2 separate regions of the Sus scrofa genome follow, and region 2 is linked to region 1. The links are chromatin contacts, called in public HiChIP or PLAC-seq maps. All regions are on one chromosome and are shown on one strand. The core of a region is the stretch at or near the end of the contact, and the rest is flanking DNA. Distances in the headings are between cores, read along the strand shown. Region 1 overlaps SDHC (succinate dehydrogenase cytochrome b560 subunit, mitochondrial). Region 2 holds the start of PCP4L1 (Purkinje cell protein 4-like protein 1).

What was found. HiChIP or PLAC-seq counts read pairs in DNA pulled down with a chosen protein or histone mark.
Region 2: a contact with region 1 is called in an H3K27ac HiChIP or PLAC-seq map of alveolar macrophages. The contact joins the promoter of PCP4L1 here to the enhancer-like site in region 1. A contact is called at or near these places in 2 of 5 promoter capture datasets (liver and skeletal muscle), 8 of 47 Hi-C or Micro-C datasets (adipocytes, embryonic fibroblasts, liver and 4 more) and 1 of 2 datasets of contacts at active chromatin or transcription factors (alveolar macrophages).

What each region holds. Positions count from the first base shown.
Region 1 is chr4:89,133,006-89,138,130 of Sscrofa11.1, reverse strand. SDHC (succinate dehydrogenase cytochrome b560 subunit, mitochondrial) reads left to right here. Exons shown (of 6, transcript XM_003125659.6): 6 at 1,874-2,721. The coding sequence ends at 1,978. It overlaps CFAP126 (protein Flattop), which reads right to left. Exons shown (of 7, transcript XR_001308305.2): 7 at 4,606-5,125. Among named protein-coding and RNA genes, the nearest start is that of CFAP126, 28 kb to the right of the region's middle. Within about 2 kb of position 2,955, at least 5 of the 83 cell types and tissues checked have an H3K27ac peak or open chromatin away from gene starts, as enhancers often do. A contact at or near this core is called in alveolar macrophages and retroperitoneal adipose tissue, where this site is marked.
Region 2 is chr4:89,209,774-89,214,898 of Sscrofa11.1, reverse strand. PCP4L1 (Purkinje cell protein 4-like protein 1) reads left to right here and starts at 2,047. Exons shown (of 3, transcript XM_003125657.5): 1 at 2,047-2,294. The coding sequence starts at 2,286.

The DNA.
Region 1 (5,125 bases), core at 1,706-4,205:
TCCCTGGGGCAGTGTTCAGTTTGATTCAAAATGACTTCATTTCCCTCAGGGAGGGGATGGAGAGGGAGGGCATTTCCACTAATGACTTCGTATTCCACAGAACAAAGCTCTCCAATGAAAATCAGCTGATCAGCTTCCTCTGCTGCTCCCCTAGCTCAGGCAGGGACTTGCCATATATTTGCATATGTCTCATTGTTGGGGGAGGGAAGGGAAGGAGGTTTTATAAAATGTCAGAACTAAGTCAAGGCTTTTCTTAAGCCTTTAAATCTGCTTTTGTTTGTTGTCCTAGCAAGTCCTGGCTCTGAGTGTGGGACAGGATTTTATCTGTTCTGTGTGACAGTCCACTGTTCTTTCACTCTGAACTTGATAATTGTCTTGCCAGAAGATTTAATGGGGGAGTGGAGGTGGGGTTGATTTAAGAAAGTAGAAGTGACAGGATCTCAGTATGCTAGAAACTATCCCTCTATCACTGCCACCCAGCAGAACTCAGTTTTTTGTTTTTATAAAACACTATGCCTTTTTAAACAAAATAACTTTGTGGAATCTGATTGACTCCTAATCTTCCCTAGGTAGAAGCTCTTTAGAAGCTAAGGTAGGGGCATCTTGATCTCATCTCATCTTGATTTTTTTTTTTCTGGGCTCTCTTAATTTTTCTCTAAAGCAGAGAAAAAAATTTAATCAGTTTTATATTCAGAGTGTGGGCATCTGTGTGTGTTGAGGCCATCGTGTGTGGAAAGTGAGAAACCTGAAGACTACTTTTGTTCAAGAGGGTCTTTCAGAAATTCAGAATATAATATGTTAATATCCCTAGAGGACAAAAGAGTCTAGATCAGTGGTTTTTTTGTTTTGTTTTTTTTTTTTTATACTTAAAGTGAGAATATATTTAAGTGATTACAAACCAGATGCATCTGCAATAGATCAGTGGTTTTTAAATTGCGGTTTTTGACTCATTATGTAGAAAATCAATTTAGTAGGTTGTTACCAATAAAATAATTTAGAGTTTTCATGTGGCTTAGCAAGTTAAGTATCCGGCATTGTCCCTACAGTAGGCTTGGGTCACTGTTGTGGTGCAAGTTCAGTCCCTGGCCTGGGAACTTCTGCATGCCGTGGGTGCAGCCAAAAAAGAAAAAGAAAAGAAAGAAATTTAGATAGAATACAACTTAATATAATGATAAATATTGCTTATTATTTCATGAACTTTTATATATGATATATAATACATATGTGTGTATATACACACACTCATTAAAAAGATATTTCTTAGTTGGGGATGGTCACAGTCAAAACAAAATTGAGAAATATTATTCTAGATCGCAAGGAGTATTTTTTAAAAATACCTGTCCTCTGATTGGACAAATGGTCCTTCTCAAAGGGGGTTCTGTGGTTGGCTGTATCTAGGAAATCATGTATATTATATCTCCATTTTGGAGATTAGCAGTGTGTATTAATAAATTATTTGAGAGGTCTTATGGGTAAATACCAAATTTATTTGAACATAGAACTCTTTCCCCCTACCATGTAATGCCTTTTACTGTTCTGAGGATCTAGTTTTTGGAGAATTACACTTTGGGAAACACTGATCTTGTTTTCTTGTCATGAGGGAAAGTTTTATCTATTCAGTCTGGAAGTTCTTATATATAGGGCTAAGGGTGGATCCCTTTTCTGTTACTGGGATAAGTAGGTGGTGGTAGGTACGTTCTGTGGGTTTTGAGAAAGGTGAAGGTAAGGAATAAGGGGAGAAGTGCTTTTCTCTAGAATCAGGCTGAGAGAAATTGTCTGTTCCTAGATAGAGCTCCTTTTTGAGAAGGGAACTGTGAGAGTGACCAGGACCCTAATTGATGAAAAAAAAATTTTTTTTTTCTTGTTTCTACAGATTTGGGACCTAGGAAAAGGCCTGACGATTCCCCAGCTAACCCAGTCTGGAGTGGTTGTCTTGATTCTTACTGTGTTGTCCTCTGTAGGGCTGGCAGCCATGTGAAGAGCTGAGTTCCCAACATCATCGTCCTGCAAATTACTACATTGATTTATCTTCCTATTTGTTGCTGTTATCTTCAGCCAGGGCAAAGCTCTGACCCTTTTGTGCTTGCAGACCCTGTTGGAGCTCAGCAGTAGAGTACGTTATAGAACCATAGTAGTGGAAAAGTGTCCACTTTTCCCCTTATTTTTAAAGATAGAATGACTGCAAAAACTCCCTTTTCCTGCCCCCAGCTTGCAGCCTACTCTAGGCCTGGGAGCCCTCATTCTCTCTCCATATTGGGCCTTGATTTATGCTGAGGGTCAGCTTTTGGCTCCTTTTTCCTGAGACAGTAGAAACAATGCCAGCTCTGTGGCCCCTGCCATGGGGACTGGGAGTGGGGGCTTTGGGTGCCACTGCCTGTGGGTTGCTGGCTTAAAGGACAATTCTGTTCATTGGTCAGAGCCCAGGGTCTTTAGCACCCACACAGTGTGACTGAAAGGAGAGGGGTGGGGTGGAGGGGAATTAGCTTGTTCTGGCTGGAGTGAGATAAAGAGGGTAAGTTGGCTCATGGAGCAGGTGCTTTGGGGAGAAGATGTATATAGCTTTTGATGCAAGAGGAAGATCTGGAAAATGGTGGTTGAACCTATTAAGGGTCATTTCTCTTCTTTACATTTCCAGAAAAACCAAGCCTAATATGTTTTCTAATCCAAATTCATGTGACAGCTTTTTCTGACAGTGAATTAAAGTTATCATTTTGTCTTTGACTCTCCTTGATATCTTGAGAAACCAAGGGCATAGCGGTTGGGGAGGATCCAGTTTCCTCCCCCTCCTTCTGGTCTCAGGCATTTACATCGCCCAGTCTGACCTTTCTCAGGAGGGAAGCAATTTGTCCTACAAGTGACCAGTGGAAAATTCAGAGAATCAACTATAAGTAGCCAAGGATTTAATGTCATGCCGAAATCTCAGAGAAGGAAGAAGCAAGAGGAAGGAAGTTAAGCATGCAGAGAGCTTGAGGTTATTACAGGCTCCAAAATCCCACTGAGAACTGATCATAAGCTTCAAGGCAATTATAATCTAGTGGAACAGTGGAGGTGACAGCCAAGGGCCCATGAGCTTAGTATGTAAACTTGAGGAGAAAAGAGAATAAAGATAAGAAAGGAGAGATTTTTGGAAACCTGGAAAACTTTTTATAGTTTATTGAGAAAACTTGATACTTTTTTGTTTGTTTGTTTTTTGTCTTTTTGCTATTTCTTTGGGCTGCTCCTGCGACATTTGGAGGTTCCCAGGCTAGGGGTCGAATCAGAGCTGTAGCCACCGGCCTACACCAGAGCCACAGCAACGCGGGATCCGAGCCACGTCTGCAACCTACACCACAGCTCACGGCAACACCGGATCATTAACCCACTGAGCAAGGGCAGGGACCGAACCCGCAACCTCATGGTTCCTAGTCGGATTCGTTAACCACTGCGCCACGACGGGAACTCCTGTTTGTTTTTGCTTTTTAGGGCCACAGCTGACATATGGAAGTTCCCAGGCTGGGGGTTGAATCAGAGCTTTAGCTGCCAGGCTACACCACAGCCACAGCAACCCGGGATCCAAGCTGCGTCTATGATCTACACAACAGATCATGGCAACACCAGATCCCTGACCCACTGAGCAAGGCCAGGGATCAAACCTGCATCCTCATGGATACTAGTTGGGTTCATCATCACTGAGCTGCAACGGCCAAATTTGCTACTTTTATAATAAATCTGTAGAGGCCCTAACTCCCTTGGCAGGAGCACTGTTTTGATAGTTTTTGGAAACTCTGGGGTGATGGATCTGTCTTGTCTGTCACTCTGAGTTGTTAGCCAGCCAGTTAAAGCTGCGGGTTGGAGAGGAGTAACGATGACTAACTGGTCTCAGTGGAGAAGAAGATCTTAGCTGCCTCAACAGTCTTCACCCCAGCTCCCAGATACTGTTTGGCTCTAAGTGATGATCACTTCTCCCTTTTTGCTAGAGTGGTGCTGAGCAGTCTCTGTAGCATTCCTCCAGGTTACACCATATGTCCTGTGTACTTGTCTCTGGAGTGAGGTACGTATGTTCACAAGGGAACAGTTGGGGTATTGGGCCTGGGAGAGGTTTGGCAAGGGCATTAAGTTTAATAGCCCTTGCCAGAAAGATGCAGAATAGGGATGATGATAAACAGAAATTGGAGGCTGGGAGATGAACAGGGGATTTCTTGACTTTTTTGGTGACTTCTTATCATTCAGGTGATTAGGATGGGGGAGGGGTAGAGTGGTCATCATGTTTGTTATTTTGTCCTAAATTTCTGCTTACTGTCTCTATTTTTCTTCTGTACTCTAGTCATTTCTGTTCTTCAGTTTTCTTTCTTTTTGGGGGGGGGGCTCACCTGCAGCATGTGGAAGCTCCTGTCCTGGGCCAGGGATCAAACTTGTGCCATAGCAGTGACAAGAACCACAGCACTGACAATGCTGGATCCTTAACCCACTGAGTCACCCGGGAGCTCCCTGTGTCTTCCGTTTTCAAATTTTATTTGTGCTTTTGCTTCAGTTGTGCTTTTGTAACTATTTTCCCCATGTGTTCTGTCATCAGATACGAAGCCTTAAACAAAGATTCCATCTTCTACTCTGGTTTCCTATATGTTCTCCCCCCCACCCCCCGCCTCCTCCAAATGTGCATATACATATTCTACTAATGACTGTACCTCAAACTTTGAAGTTGTAGTTCATATTCAGGGTGAAAAATGAGATGGGTGAGGGACTAGTTATTTGATGTTCCTTTTGCTCAAATTTCCTCCTGGTCATTTCTGGAGTATAATTGACTCAATCCTTGTAAAAATGTTTTCTTCTCCCTACTCTTTCCTTCAACCCTCCTCCTAGTTATGGGTTACAAGAGGCAGCCATAGCAAGAGGGAAAAATCCAAATCAGTAAAAGACTCAACAATGTTAATTTTCCAAATTTGCCTTTACTCCCATCCATAATTTCCCCGACCGGGTGTCACTCAGTCCCCAGACAGCTTTTCTCAGTGTGGTCCCTTAGTCCCTTATGGAGTTCCAAGTTGGCATTTTTGGACCTCAGCTAGTTTAGGACCTGCACAGTGTTCAGGCATACACGGGCTTCCAAGTGAGGTCTTTGGAGAGTTGGCTGGGCTTTGGGGACCTGGAG
Region 2 (5,125 bases), core at 798-3,297, 78 kb before region 1:
CAGCTATTAATGACTGAGTTGTTACAGGCTATGAAAGAAACTATTAAAAGGGTGCAACAGCTAAAGCTGAAAGTGTTTGGTTTTGGCTGACTGAGGCCTTAAGTAGGCTAAGAGGTTTTACAATGCCTAGAAGTATCACAGGCAAGAGTAAAGGATTTCTTTTAAGTAGAAATGAAAGCTAGGAATCCCAGTTGAAGTTATCAGAAAGATCATGACTTTTACCTAGGCGTTCTATTTCTTTCCATCTTGTTTAATCATTTTTCTTTTCTTCTCTTTCCTCCTTTCTTTCTTCTTTCCTTTTTTTAGAGCTGCACCGTGGCAAATGGACATTCCCAGGCTAGGGGTCAAATTGGAGCTGCAGCTACTGGCCTACACCACAGCCACAGCAACGCTGGATTGGGACCTGAGCCACATCTGCCACCTACACCACAGCTCATGGCAACGCTGGATCCTTAAACCACTGAGCAGGGCCAGGGATCGAACCAGCAACCTCATGGTTCCTAGTCAGATTCATTTCCGCTGTGTCACAACGGGAACACCTCCACTTGCTTGATACTCAGACATGTTCCACCGAGTTCCTGTTGTGGCTTGGTGGTTAACAAACCCGTCTAGTACCCACAAGGATTCGGGTTCCATCTCTGACCTCACTCAGTGTGTTAAGGATCCGGTGTTGGCCTTGCTGTGAGCTTGGTGTAGGTCGCAGATGTGGCTAGGAGCCTGAGTTGCTGTGGCTGTGGTGTAGGCCGGCAGCTACATCTCTGATTCGACCCCTAGCCTGGGAACCTCCATATGCCGTGGGGTGCAACCCTCAAAAGACCAAAAAAAAAAAAAAAAAAAAAAAATTCCACCAAATAGGTTGCTACCTGAATTTTTGGAAGGGAGAAAAAACAAAACAAACAAACACTGGACTTGAGGAGATAGAACTATCATATTGGAATCTATTTTATTTATTTATTTGTTTGTTTGTTTGTTTATTTATTTATTTATTTTTTTGTCTTTTTGCCTTTTCTAGGGCCACTCCCGCGGCACATGGAGGTTCCCAGGCTAGGGGTCGAATTGGAGCTGTAGCCACTGGCCTACGCCAGAGCCACAGCAACGCGGGATCCGAGCCGCATCTGCAACCTACACCACAGCTCACAGCAACGCCGGATCCTTAACCCACTGAGCAAGGGCAGGGACCGAACCCTCAACCTCATGGTTCCTAGTCGGATTCGTTAACCACTGCGCCACGACGGGAACTCCGGAATCTATTTTAATGGCCACAATGGGTGCAAGGTCAAAATAAGTGTGTCTCCCTCTTTTTTTTTTTTTTTTTTTTTAATAGTTTCACCACTACAGTGGAGCACAGTGGAGGACACATTGTCAGACTGAGATTGAATGAATAAACAGTTGTAAATTAATTTTTGAGGGGAGTTCACTACCTATTCAAGTCGATGCTAGGGGTCAATCATTTTGTTGGAAAAGACTCTTTGCTTTATGTGGGAGGCAGGATGGATGAATCCTAAGATGTCTTTCAACTCCTAAGATCTTCCAAACCAAACAGGCACTTCAAAATTTCCTTTTTTTTTTGGCCACAGAATACCATTCTCTCTGTCTCTCCCTCTCTCCCTCCTTCCCTGGCTCCTTTCCTCCCTTCTCTTATTCAGACTGCCATCCTATTACTAAATTTTAATCTGCGGCATCTCTTGGCTTTACCCTTTCATTCGCTGTTTCCTGCTTCACACGTACCGTCTTGATTCCTCCCAGCTCTTCTTTCTTCACTTTCTCAAACTCACACACTCCTTCCTTTCCTCTGTCTCCTTCCCTCCTTCCGATACTACTCTTTCTTCTCCTTCCTTCTTTGCTCCCCCTACTTCATTTTCTGTCCTCTCATCCCCCGACGGTCTCCGCCTCCTTCCCGCTCTCTGCCTTACCCTAGTTTGGAAATGCAGCAGACCTCTGAGCCTGCCGCCATTGGATGCAAGGGGCTATCACTCTGCGGCAGGAAGAGCTCCTATTGGTCAAGCTGGAGGCGGGTACGGAGCTGAGTATAAAAGGTGGGGCAGGCAGCGACTCGCCGAGCGGCTTTGACAGGACAGGGTCGGAAGGGATTCCTAGCCCGGAGCGGAGCGCTAGGATCCGGGGTGCGGGAACACTAGCAGCCGCTCTCCGCACTAACTTTCCTCCCTCCTCAGAGGGGCTCCTGCTTCAGAGCCCGGCAACTGGCGGCCGTCGCCCGTGCAGCCCTAGGGCCCTTCGTCTCCCCTGCACGTGCCGCGCCCTGCGCGCCGCGTCCGGCCGCCAAGATGAGCGAGGTGAGAGGCGCTGCCCGGTCCTGCCGCTGCGGGCCAGGGCCAGAGTTGCGGCGCGGGGAGATCACGGCTCCGGGTCCCGGGGCGGCGAGGGAGGGCACGGCAGCCCAGAGTCGCGGAGAACCCTCCAGGGGCGCCCCACTGCCCCTCTGGGAAAGCTCCCACCTCAGGGCGCTGGGGGACAATTGGAAGAGGGAGGCTTTAAGTCCCCCGACTGTGGGTGGCGATCTTGAGGAACTGGAATCAGGTGTAGAGTGGGAGCACTGAGGTCTCAGGTCCTGCCTTATCCTCAGGATACTGCCCTCCGCATCTGTCTTACACTGCCCCGAGGTTACTCGGGCTTCCCTCACTGCTCTGATTTCTGAGAAAAACGTTCCCTTCTGTCCTCCCTCTCTTAGGGCTGTATTGCTCTTACATTTCTTGTGTAGCATTCGGGGAGAACTCCAGCCTTCACCCCCTGGGCCATTTTGCCCCTTTTAGGAAGGTGGCATCCTGCCCTCCGCTCATTCAATCAAGAACCAACAGTTGGAGGGACCGTTTCTGATATTCAGAAACGCTATAGAGGGGGCTTGTCTGGTTCCTGAGGAGATGTCCCCTTCAAGAGTAGACCTCCCTCTGGAGTGCTTGTTACATCCCTAGTTTCCACAGGCTCCCTGGTCATCCCAGCTAGACCCAGTCCATTAACGGTGACTTCCTCTAGTCAAAGAACACTGTCCATCAGTGGGAGTCAGATCAGAGACTGGAAAAGACCTCTCCCATTGTTTGACTGCATTTGTAGGCATCTGGGGACAAGGATCTTCCTTTCTGAGTAAAGTCAGTATGGGCAGTAGTATCTGCAGTCCCTTTCCTAGTACCCAGGATCTTGTGTTAAATCCAACTTCTCAGCTAAACGCCAGATCCCAGCTCTGCTACTTACTAGCTTTGTGACCTTAGGCAAGTTTACTAAACCTTTTTCTGCTTCAGTGTTTTATCTGCAAAATGAGGGTTATATTGGTTGTTCTAATGATTAAATGAGATAATATATGCAGGTTATTTAGAACAGTACCTAGCAGAGAGTAGGCACTCAATCTATGTTAGCTACTGTCCTTTTTTTTTTTTTTTTTTTTTTTAGTATTATTATTATTTATTTCAGAAAACCAGCACAAAAATTCTCAAGGATAGGGGTTCCCAATGTGGCTCAGTGGTAATGAATCCGACTAGTGTCTATGAGGTTGTGGGTTCAATCTCTGACCCCCCTCAGTGGATTAAGGATCTGGTGTTGCTCTGGTGTAGGTCACAGACATGGCTTTGATCTGGCATTGCTGTGGCTGTGGTGTAGGCAGGCAGCGCAGCTCGAATTTGACTCCTAGCCTGGGAACTTCCCATATGCCATGGGTGCGGCCTTAAAAAAAAAAAAAAAAAAAATCTTAAGGATACAAGGTTAGTGAAGGGATAGGACCCTGGAGCCAAGGTCTCAATTTAGATCTTCATCTTTAGTAGGAGCACTGTTGTCTCCTACTAAAAGTTGTCCTGGGAGCCAATTAGTGCCAGCTACCACATTTTGGTTGTCAGGTCCACTAAATTTATCCTGGAAAATTCAGCTAGTCTAGGAGCTGCGGATGAACTTAAGTGGTTTCCTGTCCCTTAGATAGTTGTGACTGTGACCATGGCAGCTTGTCAGAAAGAAAAGTGGTGTGGGGGCAGGGAGATTCAATCTTCTTTCCTCTTGCTTCTTTCAGCCCTAATATAAGAGAGGTTTTCTCTGCCCTCTTCACTGAGTTCAACGCCCCCTCTAGTGTTTCTAAATCTGCAAGTTGCAATTCAAGCCATCCCCTGGGAGTTTGTGATCTGAAGGCTATACCAACTTGAAGATGTGGGGTTAGCCTGTGCTTTTGGGGGGAAGTGCACAGCCTGTCTGTAGGATATACTACAGGGGCTGGGATTTAGGATGGTATTTGTTGAAGTGACAAAGCTGTCACAAAGCAGTGTCAAGGAAAACAGTTTGGTGTTTGAGGGGAAAGTCATCCTGACTGAGCCCTGTACTTGGCTAGTCTCCATCAGGAGCTCAATAGAATGACAAGAGTAGGATCCTTGGATGGGACCAACTGTCAGTGTCTGCAGGGCTGCCCAGCCTCCCAGCCTGTCAGAGTGAACTGGTTCTAACTAGCAATTTAGCCCTCGAAGCTGCCTCCTAATTGGGAGCTGAGCATGGCTTCACAATGAGTATTTATAAAATCTAGAAGCAGCCACCTGGGCTTATACAGAGGCTAGCTTCTCTGAACCAGATCCCCAAAGGGTCTCTGCTTCCCTAGAGGCCAAGACCCAGCCTGTTTTCTTCCTCTTGTAAAAGGTATGATGAAAAGCGGAAGTATTGTTCAGAGCTCTGGAGCTCTAGGGAGATTCCAAACTGCTTTACTCCCCTCAGCTCAGCCCCAGGGGTCTCCTCTTTCAGGCTGGAGTTCTAGCCCAAGAAAGCTCTGTGCACCCTGAATCTTATGTAAGCTTCACCTCCTCCACCTGCTTCTTTTCTTGCTTCAGAGAACCTGCGTGAAATGAGGGGATTTGGGATCTCCTTAAGAGATTCCCATTTCAAATGAAGAACAATAATTGGGGAGGAGAATCCAGACCTACAGCAACTGAAAATGTAGGGTCCTGGTGGGGTTGCTGGGGAGGGTCTCTGGTTGTGCTTTACCTTCCTGACTCTTTGCTGTCACTCAGTACTGCAGCAGAGCATTTCCTGGTGAGTGTGTGTGTGTTCATGCGCAGAGGAGCTGCAGGGACTCATCTCCAGCTTGTCTGCATTCACAGCTGCAGGCAGGACTTGATTGCTGTGAATCACAGTCTATCTCTTATAG